Linked DNA regions of Rattus norvegicus: region 2 is linked to region 1. Evidence: chromatin contacts called from public Hi-C data. All regions are on one chromosome and are shown on one strand. Each heading gives the region's core, a stretch centred on a gene start, on an enhancer-like site or on the middle of the called end of the contact. The rest is flanking DNA. Distances are from core to core; before and after follow the strand shown. Region 1 has its middle 21 kb from the start of Ubac1. Region 2 holds the start of Tmem250 (transmembrane protein 250).

Region 1 (4,133 bases), core at 738-3,237:
GGGGTGCCTTGTGGCATCCCCCCAAACCCCCTCTCCTGTTTCTCTTTCATTGAAAGCTAAAACATAAGAATGAACCCTCAGTTCCAGGAGGTAGCAAATACCACACTACCCTGCCTTCTCTCTCAGAAACCTTGGTTAGGGCCTCAGGTCTCTCTGGCCTCCAGTCTTCTCCCTTCTACTCCATCCTCAATACTCTGAGGTGAACCTGGCACATCGAGCTGTCTCCAGTCCATTCCTCACTCTGTAGGGATCACAACGAGGTGTCTCTGAGCATTGCCAGTTCATGACAGAGCAGAGAAATAACAGGACCGCCCCTGTTGCTGCTTCAGTCAGACATCTCCATGGAACGGGCCGCCTGCACACGGGTGGGAGGCCTTCAGAGTTGTATGAACTCTCTGAGACTTTGAAGAGTCACAGTGGCTGCCTGAGTGGGGTGTGATGGGCCCTGGAAGTCCCATGGGCATTTAGGATGCCCTGGGTACAGCAGCACTCAGGCACAGTAGTAGTGGGTGATAGTGAGTGCACCTATACAGAAGGCTAGGTTCCCCTGTGCGGTGGTGCACACCTCTAATCCCAGCACTGGGGAGGCAGGGGCAGGCAGATCTCTGGGAGTTTTTGGCCGCCCACTAGGAGCACCAATCCAAGCTAGCTAGGTAGGCATGAGTGGGTTGAGGCCCAAGTGAGACTCTTATAGCACCCTGGGGTTGGGACCTCCCTCCCCCAGCATATGTCAGAAGCTTCCATGGCCCAAAAGGATCTTATCCACAGCCTGGTATTGTGGACAGAGCCTTATATCGCCAGGGTCCCTGAGATACTCAGATATCACATCCGGCATCAGTCCCACCCACCAGCCAGGTTGCGATGGTTTGTACATGCTCGGCCCAGGGAGTGGCACTATTAGAAGGTGTGGCCATGTTGGAGTAGATGTGTCACTGTGGGTATGGGTTTTAAAAACTCATCCTTGCTGTCCGGAAGCCAGTCTTCCACTAGCAGCCTTCATGAAGATGTAGAAACTCTCAGCTCCTCCTGCACCATGCCTGCCTGGGTGCTGCCCTGCTCCTGCCTCGATGGTAATGGACTGAACCTCTGACCTGTAAGCCAGCCCCAATGAAATGTTGTCCTTATAAGACTTGCCATGGTCATGGTGTCTGTTCACAGCAGTAAAACCCTAACTAAGACACTGGTGATTTCCAAAGTCCTTCGATGTTTGTCCACAAGATCAGTCTTCCTGCAGCTGTACAAGGTGAGGAGGTGACGTAGCCACTCTGAGCGATGTGCTTACTGCATTTGTATTTCAGTACAGCCACCAAGCAGATAGCTGTGCGAGGAGACTTTAACTCAGATTTCCACTCAAATGCTAAATTTAGATTTAGTATGACAGCCATTATATGGAAATTAAAGACTCATTGGTTATTTGTGAATATTGGTGTCTGACAGTCCCAAACTGATGCTTGCTGTATCAAGCACTGCCGGGGTGGGTAGAGAGGTGGCTCCACATACCAAGTGGGTAGAGAGCCTCTTCCCAACCCCCAAGGCCAGCTCGCTCTCCCTTGCTCTCCCTTCTTTCTCCCATCGCTCTCTTCTCCTTTCCCCTCTTCCCTCCTCTCCCTCCGTCCTGCACTCAGGGGCAGAGGCCAGTCACAGCAGCTCCTGCTACTCTAGTACACATCATGGGGTCCTCCTTGAAGCTGCTTTTTCTGCTCTCAGGTAGGGCTCAGAGTGGGACCTGTGTAAGTAGCTCACACTAGAGGAGAGAGACCTACTGACTGGGAGTACCTGGCCTAGGAGGAGCCTGGGGGCCTCCTGCAGTCTTCCTGTCCACAGGCCTGCCCACCCTGTGGGGGAAGGGATGATTCCTGGAGCTGCTCCTGCTGCCCCACTGGCCGGCCCACCTCAGCCTCCCCTCCATTTCCCCTCACACCAGATCAGGAGGCCGCTAAGTGCTTGGGCGATCTTATGCCTGCAATAAATCTAATCACTCTGTCCCTCCAGGAAGAGGCGGAGCCTCTGTCTCTAGCTGGACAAGCACTGGCTCTCCACACAGGGCGGCTGCGTTCCCACCACACTTCCTGTAACGGGCATTTGTGCTATTAATAATCAATCTGGTGGGCATTTATCACCTCTTTCTGGGCAGCTCAGTGGCCTCCACAGGGGTTGGCAGGTGCTGGGCCCTGTAGATCTGTGGTACTGGGTGGCCCTGAGAGTTAGTGCCCTCTCTGTGGGTGGCCCACAAAGCAGCCACATACACCTCTGGCCTGGATGGGAGCCCCACCAGCCAAGGTGAAGACTCTCTTGAACGCAGCATCCTGGATTGCCAGGATCAGATGGGGAAGATGCGATGAGATGGCCTGAGCCCAAAGCTGGGGACCGCCACTTGGAGAGATTGTGCAGACCAAGGCTCACATGTGCAAGGCGCGATCCTTACATCCTGCATTACATTTTTCCTGCGTTTAAATAAAGAGATGTATCCAACAGTAGAACACTTGCCTGGCATGCACAAGGGCTTGGGTTTGATTCTCAACACCGCAGAAAAATTCTAACGGCGACGTTGGTGACTATATTTCAGTAACATGCTCTGCTTTTGCTCCCAATAACCCAAGAGTCCAAGGATTCCACCGATTGTCTTAAAGTCGTTTAGTTATGGGCTGTCTGAGGGCAGCCAGTTTAGGGACACAGTCCGTGGAGCTGAGACACTGCCGGCAGCCGCTATGGGTGTGGAGACTGGGTCACAGGTATGAGCTGTCCAGGAGGGTGGTTCACCAAACAGAATTCCAAGGCCTGGACAGAAGCCCACAACTTCTCTATCCCCTCCTCTATTGTCCCCTGCCTCAGGGCTCTTCTTTCTGCTCTCTGTTTCTCTCCCTACCTCATCTCCTACAGAGCTCCTATAACAGATTCCCTGGGTCTTGGGGTACATGGGGTATCAGAACCACTTGACTCAGTGGCTGATACCCAGAAAAGTACATACATGTCAGCTCAGACACATGGGGACCAAAGCACTCAGGACCCTCCCTTGAGGGGGACAGGGTGATGGGTTCCCTCTGGTCAGTGTTCTAAGGCCAGGGGTTCCTCAAAGAGAGCCCAGACAAAGTGTGATGGTCAGGAAAGCAATTCCCCTAAAACACAGAAGGGAGGGTGAAGCCTTCCTGGTTCGTAGCCTTGGGATGGGAAGCTGGGTTTCTGGGTGTCAGCTTAGACCCAGGACTCAGAGAACAAGCCAGGTCCAGATAGGGCCAGTAGATACTAAGGGAGCCCCCAAAGGCTCCAGTCACCCTAGAACAGCCCTATACGTCTCCTGTTCCCTGCCTCCCTAGTTTCTGTGGGCACCACGCACTCCTGTGTTTACCCAGGGCAATTTCAGCTGCGAAGCTGTCAGCGGCAGTCTGCAAACAGCCCCCAACACTGCCTGCCAAGCGCCGCCAGCCGCCAGCTTGCTTCGCAGGCGGTTCGCGCAAGCTGCCCGGCCTGGCACCAGGCTGTTAGCTGGCCTCCCCCAGGAGCTGGCGGCATTCCAAGGTGTCATCCCTTAGTGTCCTCATCAGCTTCTCTCCAGCCACCTTCGCTGCAGCCCCTGGGAACCCCTAGACCAGGAGGAAATGGGGGATTTCAGGGTTCAGTGACACCCCAGGAGTGATTAAGGAACTCTGGGGAGATGGTAACCCTAGAATCCCGCAGGACCCTAGTTAGGGATATACAGTGCCATTGAGACTTGGGTATGGGTCACCCGTGTGGGACCTCATGTCCAGGCAGGGATTGGCTCTGTGTATCACCTGGGGCTGGAGCTCTGACTACCCTCAGGTCTCCTTATGAGACTGACAGCCAATCAATTACAAATTCATTCAGCAGCACTGAGACATCTCCTTTGTAACCCCGAAGACCCTGGATACCGGCACTCAGTCCGGCTAGAATAGACACAGAGCTGGACTCTCCTCAGTCTGAACTTCCCGGCCCTAGACATACATGTGGGTGGTATAGCTCTTCACTGCTGGGACAAATGTTGGGAAAAGTTGACGAGCTCCTATCTGCTCAACTTGGCCCAAGCTCATCCTTGTGGATGTGAGGAGTTGCTAGGGTCACACCCAGTCAGCTGTTGCATGAGATCCCGGAACTCAGGCTCCACTGGCTTCCTGTCA
Region 2 (4,133 bases), core at 764-3,263, 97 kb before region 1:
GAAGTGCTTCATATGGATTCAAATGGCCTGTTTCCTCACTCAGATCACAAAAGACAGAAGCTCAAAGTGAGGAAAACATTATTTCAAGTGAGGGTTGCATCCACTTTCAGGCAGCGCAGACAGCAGAGGGCCACTGGGTCCCTGACACCACCCAGCTTTTACTGCCCTGTCAAGCTGGCACCAAAGCAGCTATAGACACAAATGAGCTGGCCTCAGTCCCCCGGGCCCCACACCTGGGCTTGGACTATAATGTTTACCTCCCTCCAACCTCTGTAGGCCTAGAGTCTGGGCTACCAGGTGCGCAGTCCCAGCAGGTGGCGCCAGGCCACTGTCCAGCACTTGACCACAGAGAAGTCCAGGGCAGATAGCAGAGTGGAAGGCGACAGAGAGACTCGAGGCAGATTTTTTATAGCAGGACTGGACTGTGGCAAGCAGAACAATTGGGATTCGGTCCTGTCCTTGGGGATGACCCTGCTGTGGTCAGGCTTCGGGTCCTGAGGGGGTTCCAGAATCACTTCAGTGGTGGTACCCAACACTTCCAAGAAGCAACAGAAAGCAAGAGAGTGGAGGTGACAGGAAGCATCCTTTAGTGAGACGATCTGAGTGCTTTCAGTCTGTGTACAGTGGTCTGAGGTTAGAGGGCTCTCAGCCACGGGGGGCCAAGAGCAGTCAGCAGGGAGAGAGCCACAAAGTCAGAGGTGAAGGGGTCTTACAGGAGGTACAGAGCTGAACAAGTGGAAGGAGACAGAGAGACAGAAAAAGTAGAGAAACTCGACTTTGCCCTGGAATGTGTCACTGAGCCAAGGAGAGAGCTAAAGGAGGGGTGTGTGTTTAGAAAACAGAAGGTCATCATTACTCCAGGGTGATGGAAACTCAGGCCAGGGGAGAGAATGTTTCCTTTTGTTTTGAGATAGGATTACATAGTCCAGGGGCTCCAGCTGACTTCCCAACCAGCTACAGAAGATTTACTGTAAGCATTAGTTCGGTGTGCATACGCATGGTGTGTGTGTAAACATGGAAGTCAGAGGGCAACACACAAGGGCATCGATTTTCATCTTTGTTATCTGGGTACCAAGGATGGAACTCAGATTGTTAATTTCGTGGCAAGTGCCTTCACCTACAAAGCCATCTCACTGAACCAAGATGTTTGACATCCTCTCACTAAGTAGACCTGACTGGCATAGAACTACCAAGATCTGCCTGCCTCTGCCTCCTGAGTGCTTGGATTAAAACGGTATATAATAACATAAGGCACACTCACTTATTTTTACATCTATTCGTGGGCGGTACAGGCAGGATGTGCACATGCCACAGCCTGCAGGTGCTTTTGGTCTCAAGTGGGCTGGGGCCTCCAAGAGTTCCCTATAGAGTGCAAAGGTGCGTTGCAGCCAGCTCCAGATTCCCCTTTCCTGTCAAGGGTCTGTTCCCCTTCCCTGGGGAGCCTGCATCTGACGCCTGGGCTTCAGTAATCAGGGCGGTCAATGTAGGATAACCCTGTAAAGCTACTTTCTGGTCCATCATGGGATGGACCTACCTTCCCTCCACGCCCTAACAACAAGCACACACATCAACTTTTAGCTGAAACCCACGACACCTGCTCTTAGGAAGCAGGCAAGGACATTTAGGCCGGTGACACACCAGCTTAACACTTTCTTTTGGCGCTTCCAGGATCCTTGTGCTCCACAGTGAGTGCCCCGAAAGTCCGAGATCGCTTCATCTGCAACCGTCTCTGTTCTCTGGGTGCCAGCGGCGCCCGTTGGCACACAGGAAAGTTGAGCTCTACCGCACCACCAGAAAGACAACACCTCGCTCACACCAGAGCGAGAAAGCCCCTCCCACACTCGCGCACGCGCACTGACTTGGAGAAGAACACCCCTCAGCTCCCTTAGAGTCCCCCATTTGCGCCTGCGCAGAATAGGTCAAGCCTTCGGCTGAGACCGCGGACCCTGACGTCATTGACGGCTCGCGGCGCGCGCACGTGAGCGCGCGTGCTCGGATAATGTTGAATTCCTGGATGTTTCGCGCGGGCCCGCGGCCGATGCTGCGAGGCTTCACCGTGTTGGCGCGGGCGGAGGGGGCGTGAGACCGCGCTACGGTGGCCGCCGAGGGACGACACTACGGCTCCCACGCTGGGACAAACGCCTTCGGCCCGGCCCGGGCGCGCCCTCCCCTCCGGGCCAGAATCAGCCGGGGCCAACTGAAGGGCCGCGCGAAGCGACCCATCTACGGCGGCATGTGCCTGCCCTGGCGACGCACCCCCGGGGCACAGGTTCAACCGCAGGCCCGGTCCCCAGCGCCGTCGGCCTGCCGCACGGTTCCGGACACCGGCACCGCCACGGAGAGGGCACCGGGTGAGCGGCCGAGGACGGGCGGGGACCGGCCGCGGACCTAAGGGCCGTCTCCACGGCAACGGCGCCCCGACACCGGAAGTGGCGCCCGCAGAGAACGCGGGCTGAGGGCCGGGGTCGCGCGTCGCCTACCGGGTTGTGAGGGCCGTGTCTCCACATGCCGGGTTAGCGGGCCCTGGAGAGCCGGACCTCCTACTCTGGAGTCCCGTGCGCAGAGACGCGTGACCTGGTGCCGGGCCGCCCCCATGGCGTGCACCTCCACCCGAGTACACCTGCTGCAGAATGCAAACTCCTCCGTGCTGTGTCCAGTGACACGCCTGAATGAGGGCCATTGCCCTGTCTAGCTGGGTAAAACAGAGCTAAACCTCCCCGGCTCGGGACAGGTTTCCTCCCTCTGCGCCTCGGCCGCAGCTACACTGGCGGCCATTTGCTCAGGACCTGCGGCGTGAAGGCAGCTGATGGAGAGGAAGTCGCAAAAGCCTGTTGGCAGTATTGCCCTGTCCTGTTACCAACTTTTTGGTCTCTATTGTCGTATAGTTTGAAATTTAGTTTTTTCTTTCCATCTGCAAATTAACATAGGCAGCTGCAAATGACATTTGCTTGGTGAAACAGGGAACCACATGCCATTTCTCCTCTCTTTGTGTCCCAGTTTGGAGAACTCTGGCACTATGCCCAGCCTAGACAAGCCAGCGATGCTTCTGTGTACAGGCAACTCCGAGGGAAGAGGTCTTGGTGCCTCCATTTACAGAGAAAGAGCAATGGGAGGTGAGGCAGTAACCTGCCAAAATAATGCCAGAGTTCCGGCCCAGCAGGTGACCTTAGGGTCTCACAATGTGGACACCCTGTCTTCATCCCAATCCTTTTGTGATTCTCATGGAGTGTCCTTGTAGGGTGTCATTAGATAAGTCGCTATGGAAGTACTGGGGAGTAATGGGTCAATAGAAAGCAACCAGTGACAGAGTGCATGGGGTCTTCTAGAAGTCGTAAGGAGTGGGCTTAGCTAGGGCACTACTGTCCCCGCACTATCACTGGTAGCCCTTAGAGGGGACTCTCCCCTGGCTGCTGCTGAGAGAAGGGCACTTTCCTTTCTTAGCACTGTGAGGTAGAATGTTAACCTTTGGCCTGCACAGGTTGTGGACTTATGAAGAGAATCATAAGTGCAACCTTGGGGTGCAACTGATTTACTGCAGGGGCACCCTTGAGGAAGTCTCACCTGGCACTCTCCTTGTATCTCTCCCTGCAGGCCAACACCTCCCCCAAGGCTTAGCTGAGGGCTCCTAGATGCTGATGACACCTATGCCAGCCATCTGGACACTGCACCACCACTGCAAAATAGCACTGCCGCCCGGGCCCAATGCCGGTCATGCCCATCCCGCGGCGGGTGCGCTCCTTCCACGGCCCGCACACCACCTGCCTACACGCAGCCTGCGGACCAGTGAGAACCTCTCACCTGGCCCGCACCAAGTACAACAACTTCGACGTGTATGTCAAGACCCGCTGGCTCTACGGCTTTATCCGCTTTCTGCTCTACTTCAGCTGCAGCCTCTTCACAGCGGCCCTCTGGGGCGCGCTGGCCGCGCTCTTCTGCCTGCAGTACCTGGGCGTGCGTGTGCTGCTGCGCTTCCAGCTCAAACTGTCAGTGCTGCTGCTGCTGCTGGGGCGCAGGCGCGTGGACTTCCGCTTCATGAACGAGCTGCTCATCTACGGGATCCACGTGACTATGCTGCTGGTCGGGGGACTGGGCTGGTGCTTCATGGTCTTTGTGGACATGTGAAGGTCCAGCCT

What was found. A called contact is a pair of places that touch in the nucleus more often than the background predicts.
Region 2: a contact with region 1 is called in a Hi-C map of liver, with 2.8 times the contacts expected there. The contact joins the promoter of Tmem250 here to the enhancer-like site in region 1. A contact is called at or near these places in 12 of 12 Hi-C or Micro-C datasets (the A7r5 cell line, the Rat2 cell line, Schwann cells and 7 more) and 1 of 1 datasets of contacts at active chromatin or transcription factors (oligodendrocytes).

The regions. Positions count from the first base shown.
Region 1 is chr3:29,265,490-29,269,622 of GRCr8, reverse strand. No RefSeq gene overlaps it. Among named protein-coding and RNA genes, the nearest start is that of Ubac1, 21 kb to the right of the region's middle. Within about 2 kb of position 1,987, at least 1 of the 93 cell types and tissues checked has an H3K27ac peak or open chromatin away from gene starts, as enhancers often do. A contact at or near this core is called in liver, where this site is marked.
Region 2 is chr3:29,362,342-29,366,474 of GRCr8, reverse strand. It overlaps Tmem250 (transmembrane protein 250), which reads left to right and starts at 2,013. Exons shown (of 2, transcript NM_001126295.1): 1 at 2,013-2,351; 2 at 3,592-4,133. The coding sequence starts at 3,703. The coding sequence ends at 4,122.